Regions from separate parts of the Mus musculus genome. Here regions 2 and 3 are each linked to region 1. A link is a contact called in public HiChIP or PLAC-seq and promoter capture Hi-C data. All regions are on one chromosome and are shown on one strand. Each heading gives the region's core, a stretch centred on a gene start, on an enhancer-like site or on the middle of the called end of the contact. The rest is flanking DNA. Distances are from core to core; before and after follow the strand shown.

The links. Promoter capture Hi-C pulls out the DNA fragments that hold promoters and counts their contacts. HiChIP or PLAC-seq counts read pairs in DNA pulled down with a chosen protein or histone mark.
Region 2: a contact with region 1 is called in a promoter capture Hi-C map of neural stem cells. The contact joins the promoter of Rdh8 here to the promoter of Tyk2 in region 1.
Region 3: an H3K27ac HiChIP or PLAC-seq map of microglia shows a contact between it and region 1, with 4 times the contacts expected there. The contact joins the enhancer-like site here to the promoter of Tyk2 in region 1. A contact is called at or near these places in 2 of 115 datasets of contacts at active chromatin or transcription factors (embryonic stem cells and microglia) and 1 of 9 other capture datasets (liver).

The regions. Positions count from the first base shown.
Region 1 is chr9:21,129,602-21,133,261 of GRCm38.p6, forward strand. Tyk2 (tyrosine kinase 2) reads right to left here and starts at 1,674. Exons shown (of 25, transcript NM_018793.2): 1 at 1,571-1,674.
Region 2 is chr9:20,816,755-20,820,414 of GRCm38.p6, forward strand. It overlaps Rdh8 (retinol dehydrogenase 8), which reads left to right and starts at 1,740. Exons shown (of 6, transcript NM_001030290.2): 1 at 1,740-1,852. The coding sequence starts at 1,750.
Region 3 is chr9:21,444,915-21,448,574 of GRCm38.p6, forward strand. The region is part of intron 1 of Dnm2 (dynamin 2); the gene reads left to right. Among named protein-coding and RNA genes, the nearest start is that of Gm46104, 19 kb to the right of the region's middle. Within about 2 kb of position 1,582, at least 23 of the 459 cell types and tissues checked have an H3K27ac peak or open chromatin away from gene starts, as enhancers often do. A contact at or near this core is called in embryonic stem cells and microglia, where this site is marked.

The DNA of each region.
Region 1 (3,660 bases), core at 424-2,923:
CCCATGTGTGTGCAGGCATATGTGTACATGACATGTATGTACGTACATAAATTATGTGTGTTTAGATAATATATACAAGTGCATGTGTATAGGCATATGTGTGCATCTCACATGTGTGTGTATGATGCATGGATGTGTGTATAGTGCATGAATGTGTATAGGGAAATATGTACATGCATATGTATGTGTGTGCATGCACAGTGTATACATGTGTGTGCACCTGAGTGTGAAAGTCAGCTTCGGCCAGAAGTGGACATTAGGTCCTTCCTCTATTACTTTCTACTTTTTAAATGCTTTTTCAAACATGGTTTCTCTGTGTAGCCCTGGATATCCTGGAACTTACTCTGTAGACCAGGCTGGCCTCAACCTCAGAGATCTGCCTGCCTCTGCCTCCCAAGTGCTGGGACTAAAGGAATACACCATGACTGCCTGGCTTCCACACTTATAATAAGTGTGAACATTGTGCCTACATGTTTGTCTGTACCTCATATGTTCCTGGTACCGATGGAGGCCAGAAGATGGGGTAAGATCCCCTGGAACTGGAGTTATATATGGTTGAGAGCTGCCATGTGGGTGCTGGGAACTAAATCTAGGTCCTCTGTGTTAACAGTGACTGTAACCCTGAGTCGTTTCTCCTACTCCTTTACCTTATTTTTTGAGGCATGGTATTACTAAACCAAGGTCACTGTTCTGGCTGGGCTGTCTTGGGAGCCCCTAAGAGCTTCCTGTCTCCATCCCCTAGTGCTGGAGTGACATGCCTGCTGCCACACTCCGGTTTCTGTGAGTGTTGGGATTCAAACTTGGGTCCTTATGTTAGCAGGCACTTTTCCAACTGAGGGAACATCCATTCATCCTTTATGTTATGATTTTGATGTTGGTCCAACAGTGTAGCCCAGGCTATCCTGGAACTCACACTGTAGCTCACACTGGTCTCCAAAGCATGGTGGTCCTTTTGCCTCAGTATTCTAAATGCAGGAATAATGCACTATACTCAACATCACACACACACAATTTTAATTTTGAGGCAGCATTTTACAATAGAGCTCACAGCAATCCCTCTGCCTCTGCCTCCTCAGTGTTGGACTCGGAGGCAGATAGGTCAGCAAGCCCAACCTTGAGCCCACCAGCCTTAGTAATTTATGTGACTGTAGGCGCACCTACATACAGTCAGATCTGCCTGTAAAGGAGGCTGGGGCCAGTGTCTATCTCAAAGGCAAGAGAGAAAGCGTCTGGCACACAGTAAGCGGTTAATAGTTGTGGACCGTATCTATTCCTGTTCAGGGCGCCATCCTGGGGACATGGGCTTTTAAGAGAACTCCCTTCCTCCTTCCTGGATCGTCTCAAAAATTCAGGTTTAGCTTTGAAGACGAAATCCAGGTAGTTTGTACTTGCAGAAACTGCATCTCTCCGCACCGACTGTCCGAAAACTTGCCTACCTATCTGGCCCAGGCAATAACTGCACTGTGCACTCTCCAGGTAACCCACCAGTCTCACTCTGGGGCAGTGTTAATGCAGGCAAGTCCCAAGCCTCCTCGCTGCCAGCTTCCCACAGCGGACCCTCTGCACTCACCGTTTCCGGAGTACTCAGGCTTGGGACCCTGGACCCCGCCCCACTGCCTCGGGGAGCCGCTGGAAGTCCACCGCCTACGCGCCACTTGCCATTGGCTACCTGAAGTGCGCATGCCTTTGGCTGCGGTCCGTCCCACCCAGTTTACGGTCCTACATCCCTATTGGTCATTGTACGAGAACAGCGGCGTTCCGAATGTTGATGGTGAGGGATTATTTTAGTCGTGATTTGTTGGCGTGGCAAGCGGAACTGAGGAGGCCTCTACGATTGGACGTCGAAGGTGAGGGCGGAAACGCAGAGGAGGGCTGCAGGGCCGGGCGGAAAAGTGAGGTCTGTAGGCGAAGGACCTGGAACCCTCATTGCCTAGGCTTCTGCCCGTCGGCCTACACCAGGGTATCGCGGCTGCAGAGTCACCCAGGCTTGAGGCTCCCAGTGCTATCCCTACACATCCAACCTCTCCCATCACCACCCCTTTTAAAATACCGTATCCCAAGCCCCACCCCCCAAGCTTTCCTTGAACAGTCTTTGGTGAATAGGCTGTAGCTCAGTGCTTGCAATTAAGTGTGAAGACACATGCCTGTAGTCTCAGCACTTGAGTGGAAAAGAAAGCTCAGAAGAGATGGCTCAGAGGTTAAGAACACTGACTGCTCTTCCAGAGGTCCTGAGTTCAATTCCCAGCAACCACATGGTGGCTCACAACCATCTGTAATGGGATCCGATGCCCTCTAATGATGTGTCTGAAGACGCGACAGTGTACTCAAATACATAAAATAAATAATTTTTTTAAAAAAAAAGTTCAATGCCATCCTCTCTACTTTGAGTTGGGGCGAGATTTGAGAACGACATAGGCTGTATGAGACCCAGTTTTTGTTTTTGTTTAAAGATTTATTCAAGACGGGCAGTGGTTGCACATGCCTGTAATCCCAGCACTCGGGAGGCAGAGGCAGGCGGATCTCTGAGTTTGAAGCCAGCCTGGTCTACAGAGTGTGTTCTAGGACAGCAAGGACTACACAGAGAAATCCTGTCTCGAGAAACCAAAAAAAAAAAAAAAAAAAAAAATATTCATTGTTATATGTAGGAAGACTGTAGATGTCTTCAGACACACGGGAAGAGAGCATCAGGTCTTGTTAAGGATGTGTGCCACCTTGTGGTTGCCTGGATTTGAACTCCTGTCAATCAGCAGCCTATGCCTCCCTGCCTGTTGCCCATTTCCGAGGCTCTCCAAATATGTTTCCTTTAACTTCATTGACTTTTGTCCCTAGTCCAGATCTATATTAGTACGGTTCCACTCGGCCGGTGCACACCATCCATGAATCAGAAGCAGATTGCAAACTGCTCCAGAGATGATCTACACCGCACCAGACCCAAGCAGCCCTACAAACCAGAAAGCCCTGGACCTGCTAAAAACTAACGTGAGCCCAGGCGCCCAGCAAATGAGACTGTCCCTTCAGCTGGGTCGGCAAATCATACGCTTGTGGTGAATGCCTCACTGCCCTAATTTCCTCCCCTACTCTGGCTAACAGACCAGCCTCCCTGGGCTGTGACAGGGAGTCCTAATTTCACCAGAAAGTAGTTACAGAGCAGAGAGCATAACCCCTTCTCCTCAACAAAGTGCTGGGGTGCTCGATACCAGGAAACTCCCTGGTAAAGGAAACAAAATGGTGACTTTGTTTTGTTTTTTTCCCCTTTAAGATTTATTTATTTATTTATTTATTTATTTAGTGTATGTGAGTACACTGTAGCTGTCTTCAGACACACCAGAAGAGGGTGTCATCTCATTATGGGTGGTTGCTGGGATTTGAACTCAGGACCTTTGGAAGAGCAATCAGTGCTCTTACGCACTGAGCCAGCTTGCAAGCTCTATTATTCTTAATCATGATTCCTGCCTCTCTGTCTGTCTTTTGAGAAAGGGTTTCTCTGTGTGACCCTGGCTGTCCTTGAAGTCAGACTCACCTGCCACTGCCTCCTGAGTGCTGAGATTAAAGGCGTGCGCCACCACTGGCTGCTCTAGAAACTTTTCTATTGCTGTGATAAAACACCATGACCAAGGCAGTTCACAGAAGGCAAGTTTATTTGGGGCTTAGGGTTTCAGA
Region 2 (3,660 bases), core at 490-2,989, 310 kb before region 1:
AAAGTGATGTGTCTGTTCCCAAGTGTCCCTTCTGGGCAATTGAAAGGTGGTGCCAAACTGCTCCCTCCCAGCCTGGGTTCCTCAGACAAAGAGTCTCTGTCCCTGGAGAGAAGGGGGTGGAGCCCCATGTAGCTGGAAGAGATTGGGTTCTCTAGGGTGGAGGGAAAACAGAGAATCTCCTCTCCCCAAGAGACAACCTTCTCTAAACAGAAGGCTATCACAAGGTCCTATCCCAGGTCACCTTACTTGGAAGTTCTTCTGGCAATCTAACTACTTTTTAAAATATTTACTTATTCATCATATGTACGTATGTGTGCACGCACTCCTGCACAAATTTCACATCTTTCCAAAAGAACCAGAAGACAGCTTTGGGAGAGCGATCAGTTCTCTCCTCTCCACCCTCCTCCCCCTCCTCCTCTTCCTCTTCCTCCCCCTCCTATTCCTCCATCTCCTCCTCCTCCACCACCAGCACCACGATTGGAGTCCCTGGAATTGAACTCAGATCACTGGGCTTGGTAGTAGTTTCCTTTATGCACTGGGACATCTGTCTGCCCCTGGTCTAACTTCTTGACAGCTGACATTTTGAGAGGAGGGGATGTCAGGACAGAAGCCAGGCCTTGTGCATACTAGGCAAGGGTCCTACCGCCCAGTTATATGCCCACTGTGATCTGACTGACTTCTGTCAGGGAAGGCTTACAGCAACACACTTCCTGTCTGTTCCTCTGTGAACTGGACCTTTTACATGCAGAGTCAGGCAGGCAAGGAACGCTCACTCCCTCTTTAATCACACGGACACACCATAAGAACACATTCAAAATCACTTACAAGCCAAGCAGCAGGGGGAGGACCTGGGGCCCCAGCACCTGAGAGGCTGCCAGTCTCCAATCCAAGCCCACCTAGATTACAGAGGGTGACCGTGTCTCAAAATAGACAAAACATTGGAGGGCTGGCGACAGGGCCCACAGGGTGAAGATGCCTGCTGCCTGCTGAGCACACCAACCTAAACTGGATTCTTCTAACCCACAAGGTGGAAGGAGAGAACTGACTGCCACAAGTGGTCCTCTGACCCACACGTGCAAGCCATGGCATGTGGACAGAGAGAGAGAAATGTAGTTTGAACACAGCAGTTGAAGAATGAGTGTTTGTTTACTATCAGGGTTGGGCCATAAATTGCATCTCCGTTTGTTTGTTTGTTTGTTTGTTTGTTTGTGTTTGTTTTAGTTGAGACAGGTCAGACTAAATTGTCAGCCTTTAAAAAAACAAAAAACAACCACTAAGCATGGTGGCTCACCCCTTTAATCCCAGCACTCTGGAGGCAGAGACAGGTAGATCTCTGAAGTTTGAGACCAGCCTGGTCTACATATCAGTTCCAGGATAGCCAGGAGTATAGAGAGAAACCCTGTCTCGCAAAAATGAAAAAAATAAAACAAACAAGTAAATAAACAAATAGCTCAGACTCTCCATCCTCCTGCCTCAGTCTCCCAAGCCAGAGATGGAATGTACAGGCCTTATGCTCCTAAACTTGGTTGGCTCTAAGAGGAACATCTGCTAGAAGAGATTTAAGCCTGCAGAAGTGAACAGTCTACAGCTGCCTTGGCTGGTCATCCTCAGCCAAGTCCTCCCTGGGCATCCTGGCTCTGCAAGGGATCAGGTGGCTGGGGTTTAGGAGAGATGAGCTGAAGCAGTAGGCCCAGTGGGGGTAGGGCAGGGACTGTGCAGGTGACATCACAGGTTCCTGAGAGGATCAGCATGGCCTCTCAGCAGCGGACGGTGCTCATCTCTGGCTGCTCTTCGGGGATCGGCCTTGAACTAGCGCTTCAGCTGGCTCATGACCCCAGGCAGCGTTACCAGGGTAAGGCCACAGCTTCTGGCACTGTCTATTGTCACAGCCTCCTGGGTGCAGGTTGGATACATGGGTCTTGGGAAGACCCTGGACACAGAGGAAGCTCCCTGCTACACTCTCTCAGCTCATATATGTAGATAGATAGATAGATAGATAGACAGACAGACAGACAGACAGACAGACAGACAGATAGATAGAGATAGATATATGGTTTATTTATTTTTATTTTATGTGTGGGGTGTTTTACCTGCATGTGAATCTGTATACCACTTATACCACTTGTGTACCTGGTCCCCAAGGAGATCAGAGAGGATGTCACATCCCCTGGAGCTGGGGCTAGAAACAGCTGTGAGCCACTGTGTGAGTGCTAAGACCTGAACCTCAGCCCTCCGAGGCATCTCTCCAACCTCTCACATGTATTTCTTGAGTATTGAGACAGAAAACAGTTACAGGGTGTGGTGTGTGTGTGTGTGTGTGTGTGTGTGTGTGTGTGTGTGTGTGTGCACATGAAAAATTTCACCAATTGGTAGTATGTTTGCCTAGCATGTATAAACCCCTGGGTTTAAGAGAAGACAGTGGTGGTGGCACATCTGTAATCCCAGCACTCAAGAGGTAAGCAGGAGGATCAGAAGTTCATGGTCAGGCTCAGCTACATAGCAAATTCAACCCTAGCCTCAGTTACACGAGACCCTGTCTGGAGAGAAAAACAAACAAACAAATAAACAAAGCAAACAGGCACGTGGTGGAGCATATCTGAAACTACTATTCACAAAGTTGAAGAAGGAGGATTCTGAATTCAAGGTCAGCCTAGGCCACATAGTGAGACCTGCCTCAAAATAAAATAGGCAAGCAAACAAAAAAACTTTCAGCTCTGGGTAGTGTACAGAGACAGAGGCAGAGTTAAGCAAATCACTGTGAGTTCGAGGCCAGCCTAGTCTACAGAGCTAGCTAGGACAGCCAGGGCTACACAGAGAGGCCCTATCTGAAAGGAAGGAAGGAAGGAAGGAAGGAAGGGCCGATGTAGATCTGTAATCCTAGCATTCAAGAGCAGAGGCAAGAAGACTATGGTAAACTCAAGGCTACCCTTGGCTATAAAGAGATCTTGTCTCAAAAAAATAAGAAAAACAAGAGAGGGAAGGAGAAACGGTGGGGAACTAAGCATGTCCAGTGGTTAAAAACAGTTAAAGTCATAAAGGCACGTGTGTGGAGCCGGGCGTGGTGGCACGCACCTGCAGTCCCAGCTCTCGGGAGGCAGAGGCAGGGGGTCTCTGAGTTTACGGCCAGCCTGGTCTACAGAGTGAATCCCAGGGCTACATAGCAAGACCCTGTCTCAACAAAAGAGAAAGTAGGGGCTGGGGAGATAGTTCTGTGGTTAAGAGCAGGATCCCAGTTCAACTCCCAGCACACACAGCCATCCAGGACTCCGCTTCAGAGCATCCAACAGACAACGCATGCAGACAAAACACTCATACACACCAAGTAAATTATAAATCCGGAGGGGAAGTGTGGAGTGTGGGGGAGGAGCTGTCACAGAAGGCTGGCTCCAGCATCCCTGAGGTGGGTGGCTGACAATGCCCAGTAAGCTGATTAGGACTCCAAGATGAAGATCTTACTGTATTACGGGGCACCTGAACATGAGGCCTCAGAGGGGCTGTTAACTACTCCAGCTGTGCAGGCCATCCCTGACTCCTCTGACCCAGAGAGGAAGCTGGCAGACATTGTCACTATGAAGCCAGCTGCCGGGATGAGAACATGACCCCAGTTGGCAAAGCTGATTCTCCCAGCCCTCTGGGCTAGAGGTGGGCAGAGCTGTGCAT
Region 3 (3,660 bases), core at 332-2,831, 320 kb after region 1:
AACTGTTTGATGCTTCCGTCTGACTTCCTGAGTCGGGTGAAGAATGCTGGCCTTGCAGGGTGAGCTCAGAAGTGTGCCCTCCAGTCCATTCTGTGGGAGAGTCTCTGAAGAGCTGATGCTCCTTCTCTTCAGGGTCTCTTACAATCTACCATGAAGTTGCTGCCTCTGGGCTTTTTGGAGGGAAGCTTTTTTAGTAATTTTTTTTGTTTGTTTGTTTTTTCGAGACAGGGTTTCTCTCTGTAGCCTTGGCTGTCCTGGAACTCACTTTGTAGACCAGACTGGCCTTGAACTCAGAAATCTGCCTGCCTCTGCCTCCGGAGTGCTAAGATTAAAGACAGCGCCACCACCGCCCTCTGCAGGGAAGCTTTTGAACACTTAATTCAGGCCCTTTATTCCCTTTACGCCTCCAGAGACTTCACCATGTTCAGCCTTTTGGTTTCTTTGTAATTTTTTTCCTCCAGGGTTTTCAATTTCGCCCATGCTGTCCTTTTAGTCTTTTTCAGATAATATTTTATGAGACTGAAGAGATGGTTAATGGCACTTGTTCTTTAAGAGGACCTGGTTCTCTTCCCACCACCCAGTTGGCAGCTCACAGTCCTCTGTAACTCTAGTTCCTGGAGATCTGACACCCTCATGTGGTCTCTGAGGGCACTGCATACATATGGTGCACATTCATACATGCAGGCAAACTCTCTTGCACATAAAATAAAAATACAACAGATCTTAGCTGGGTGTGATGGAGTCAGAGACAGGTAGATCTCTGTGAGTTCAAGATGAACCTGGTCTACATAGTGGCTCCAGACTAGGTAGGCTACAGAGTGAGGCCTTGTCTCAAAAATATACAAATGTTTACAAATATTAGTTCATTCATTCATGATTTGTGTGTGTGCTAGTGTGTGAGTGCGTGTGTGCGTATGTGTGTGTGAGTGTGCTATGTGTAGGAGTGTATGTACATGGAGGACAGAGGGCAGCTTTAGAGTTAGCTCTCCATCTTTATATTGCTTCTGGATCACACTCAGGTTTCTGACTTGCACAGCAAGCTTGCTTACCTACTGAGCTGTCTTGACAGCCCCTCTTCCTTTTTTTTTTTCCATTTGGTTGTGATATTACTACATTTATTCCAAATCTTAGCAATCTGAGTCTTTTTTCTTTGGGAAATTTTGGATCTTTCCTCTCCTCTCAGCGCCCCAAGCCCCCCCGCCCCCACTTTTTAAAAAACAGAACCAAGTTGACCTCCAATTCAATGTCTATGCAAAGATGACCTTGAACTCCTGCCTCCCCTACCTCTACTCCCCTGTGCAGTGCTGGGATTGCAGGTGTGCACTGCCCTGCCTGGCTTAGGTGGGGCGAGGGATAGGACCCAGGGCTTCCTGTATCCTAGGGGGGCATTTTACCTTTGGAACCCCAGGCCTTGAGGCTTTGGTCTGTTTGCTTTTAATTCTTCTGTAGCCATCAGGCATAGCACTGCTGACGCTGGCCACATTTATTGGCATTTCCTCAATTCCCTCTGTCTTAGTTCTTCCTTAGCTTTCTGCTGAGGCTAGGGAACACATTTCCCTCCCCTCGAGCCCGCCGCTCTCTGCCACAGCTGAGCACGCAGTCTCTTTTGGAGAATGTTCTCTGTGCCTTTGAGGGTTGGGAAGATGTCCGAGTGGGCAAGGACTAGTTTGGTGTGTGAAAGGCCCTGAATTCTAGCCCATCTTGAAGGGAAAGGAGGAAAAGTAGACAAAGCCCAGAGAGTGGGCTGCTGCTTCTGGATTTGGGCACAAGGCTTTCTTTCTGCCTTGTTGCTTTGGGTGGTATTCACTCTGAATACTCTTGATGTCTACTCATCCGTCATTCCAGTTTCTTTCCTCTTTATTGCCAGGGAGTGGGGGATAGACAGGGTCTCACTGCTTCCCTCTGGCTGGCCTGGAACTCACAGAGATCTACCTGTCTATGTTTTTTGAGTGCTATGATAAAGGTGTGTGCCAACCTCATTTGTTTCTTTAAAGGAAAAAAAAATTTGTTAAGCTGGGCAGTGGTGGCACTTGCCTTTAATCACAGCACTCGGGAGGCAGAGGCAGGCGGATCTATGAGTTTGAGGACAACCTCGTCTATGAAGAGAGTTCCAGGACAGCCAGGGCTACACAGAGAATCCCTGTCTTGAACCCCACTCCCTCCAAAACAGGATTTTAAAATTTTGTGTATATGAGTTTTTGCCTGCATATGTGTATGTATAGCACATGCATGTCCGTGTCTGAGGAGACCAATAGAGTGTGCTGGGTGTCCTTGGAACTAGAGTTACAGGTGGTATGGGTGCTGTGAATCAAACCCGGCTCCTCTTAACTGCTGAGCTAGCTCTCCAGCCTAATCCCACCCACCTTTTGTGTGTGTGTGTGTGGGGGGGGGTAGTAGTCAGGCTGTCTCTCTATATAACCTAGGCTAATCTGGACTTAAACTATTTTTGCCATATTCCTCTGGAATACAGGCATCCTAGGTGTGTGTTACTCTTCCTGGCCATTTGTCAATTACTGAAAAGATTGTCATTGTCCATGCAAGCCAGAGGAGCAGACTTTGGGCCTTCAGAGCTTGCATGAATATCTGCGTAGGTGTAGTTGCCTGCTTTCATTAGGAGGGACACGCAGGTAGGAAGTCCCTGAAGACGCTGACTGGCTAGATGAGCAGACCTACAATCTCTGTATTCAGGAGAGACAGACACCTCCTCAGTAAATACGGTGGAGGGCAGTGGAGGAAGACACCGACCTCAGCCTGAGTCCGTGTGCTCAGGTACACACGTGCACTCTCACATCACCCACACACAAGCAAAAGACATCCACACCGATTGCATTACCTAATTCCCTGGCCAGTTCTTTGACATATCACATGGCATTCCTTGACTTTGCCTCACCCACTATCTCTCATCACTGTCTTACCTGGACTTCTGGTTGTTCTTGGTTGTCATTCTCCTGACAGTGCCTGAGGGTCACCAGACTTGTGTGAGCTGAAGGACCTGAAGGAAGCAGGTGACAGTTGAGGAGGAAGCAGGTTTAAGGTGGTGTTGAGTCACCTGACAGGAAAGGCTGTGCTGATGTCCTCACAGGGGTGCCAAGGAGAAGGGCATGTGCTTCTTGTGGTTCTTGGAGTTGACATCCCCCCCCAGCCCCCACACCATTCATTGCCTTTGTGACAGCACCCTGCACATGGCCGACACCACACCTCGATTCCTGTGCCACCTCTGCCTGCTTCTACTGGTGTCCTAAGGACATGGTCACATGTTAGGACCCCATCTGCAGGTGGAGACACTGTGACAGTGATGTCCTTGTGCAGGTCACACATGGAGAGCCTGTGACTGAAACATCAGGCTTTAGACTCTACCCGTGGCCACCCATATTCTTAATTGGTGTCAGGAGGAAGCGGCAATGGCCTCCTGTGTTCAGAGTTCACTGGCGTCTTCTTACCCTGGCTCCCAGATGTGCTGGGGATCAGCAGACAGTGCTCAAAAGCTGAGGGCAGGGTTGCAGCAGTTTAGCTGGGGGTCTCAGTGCTCGGGGTTTTTACCTGTGGCTTTGGTCTGAGTTACTTTAACCTGAAGCTTCAGATTCCTTATCTACCAGATGTGAGTAGAGAAAGCCGTTATGTGCCGTTCTAGTACAGAATACCAAGTCAGGGGGATTCAGG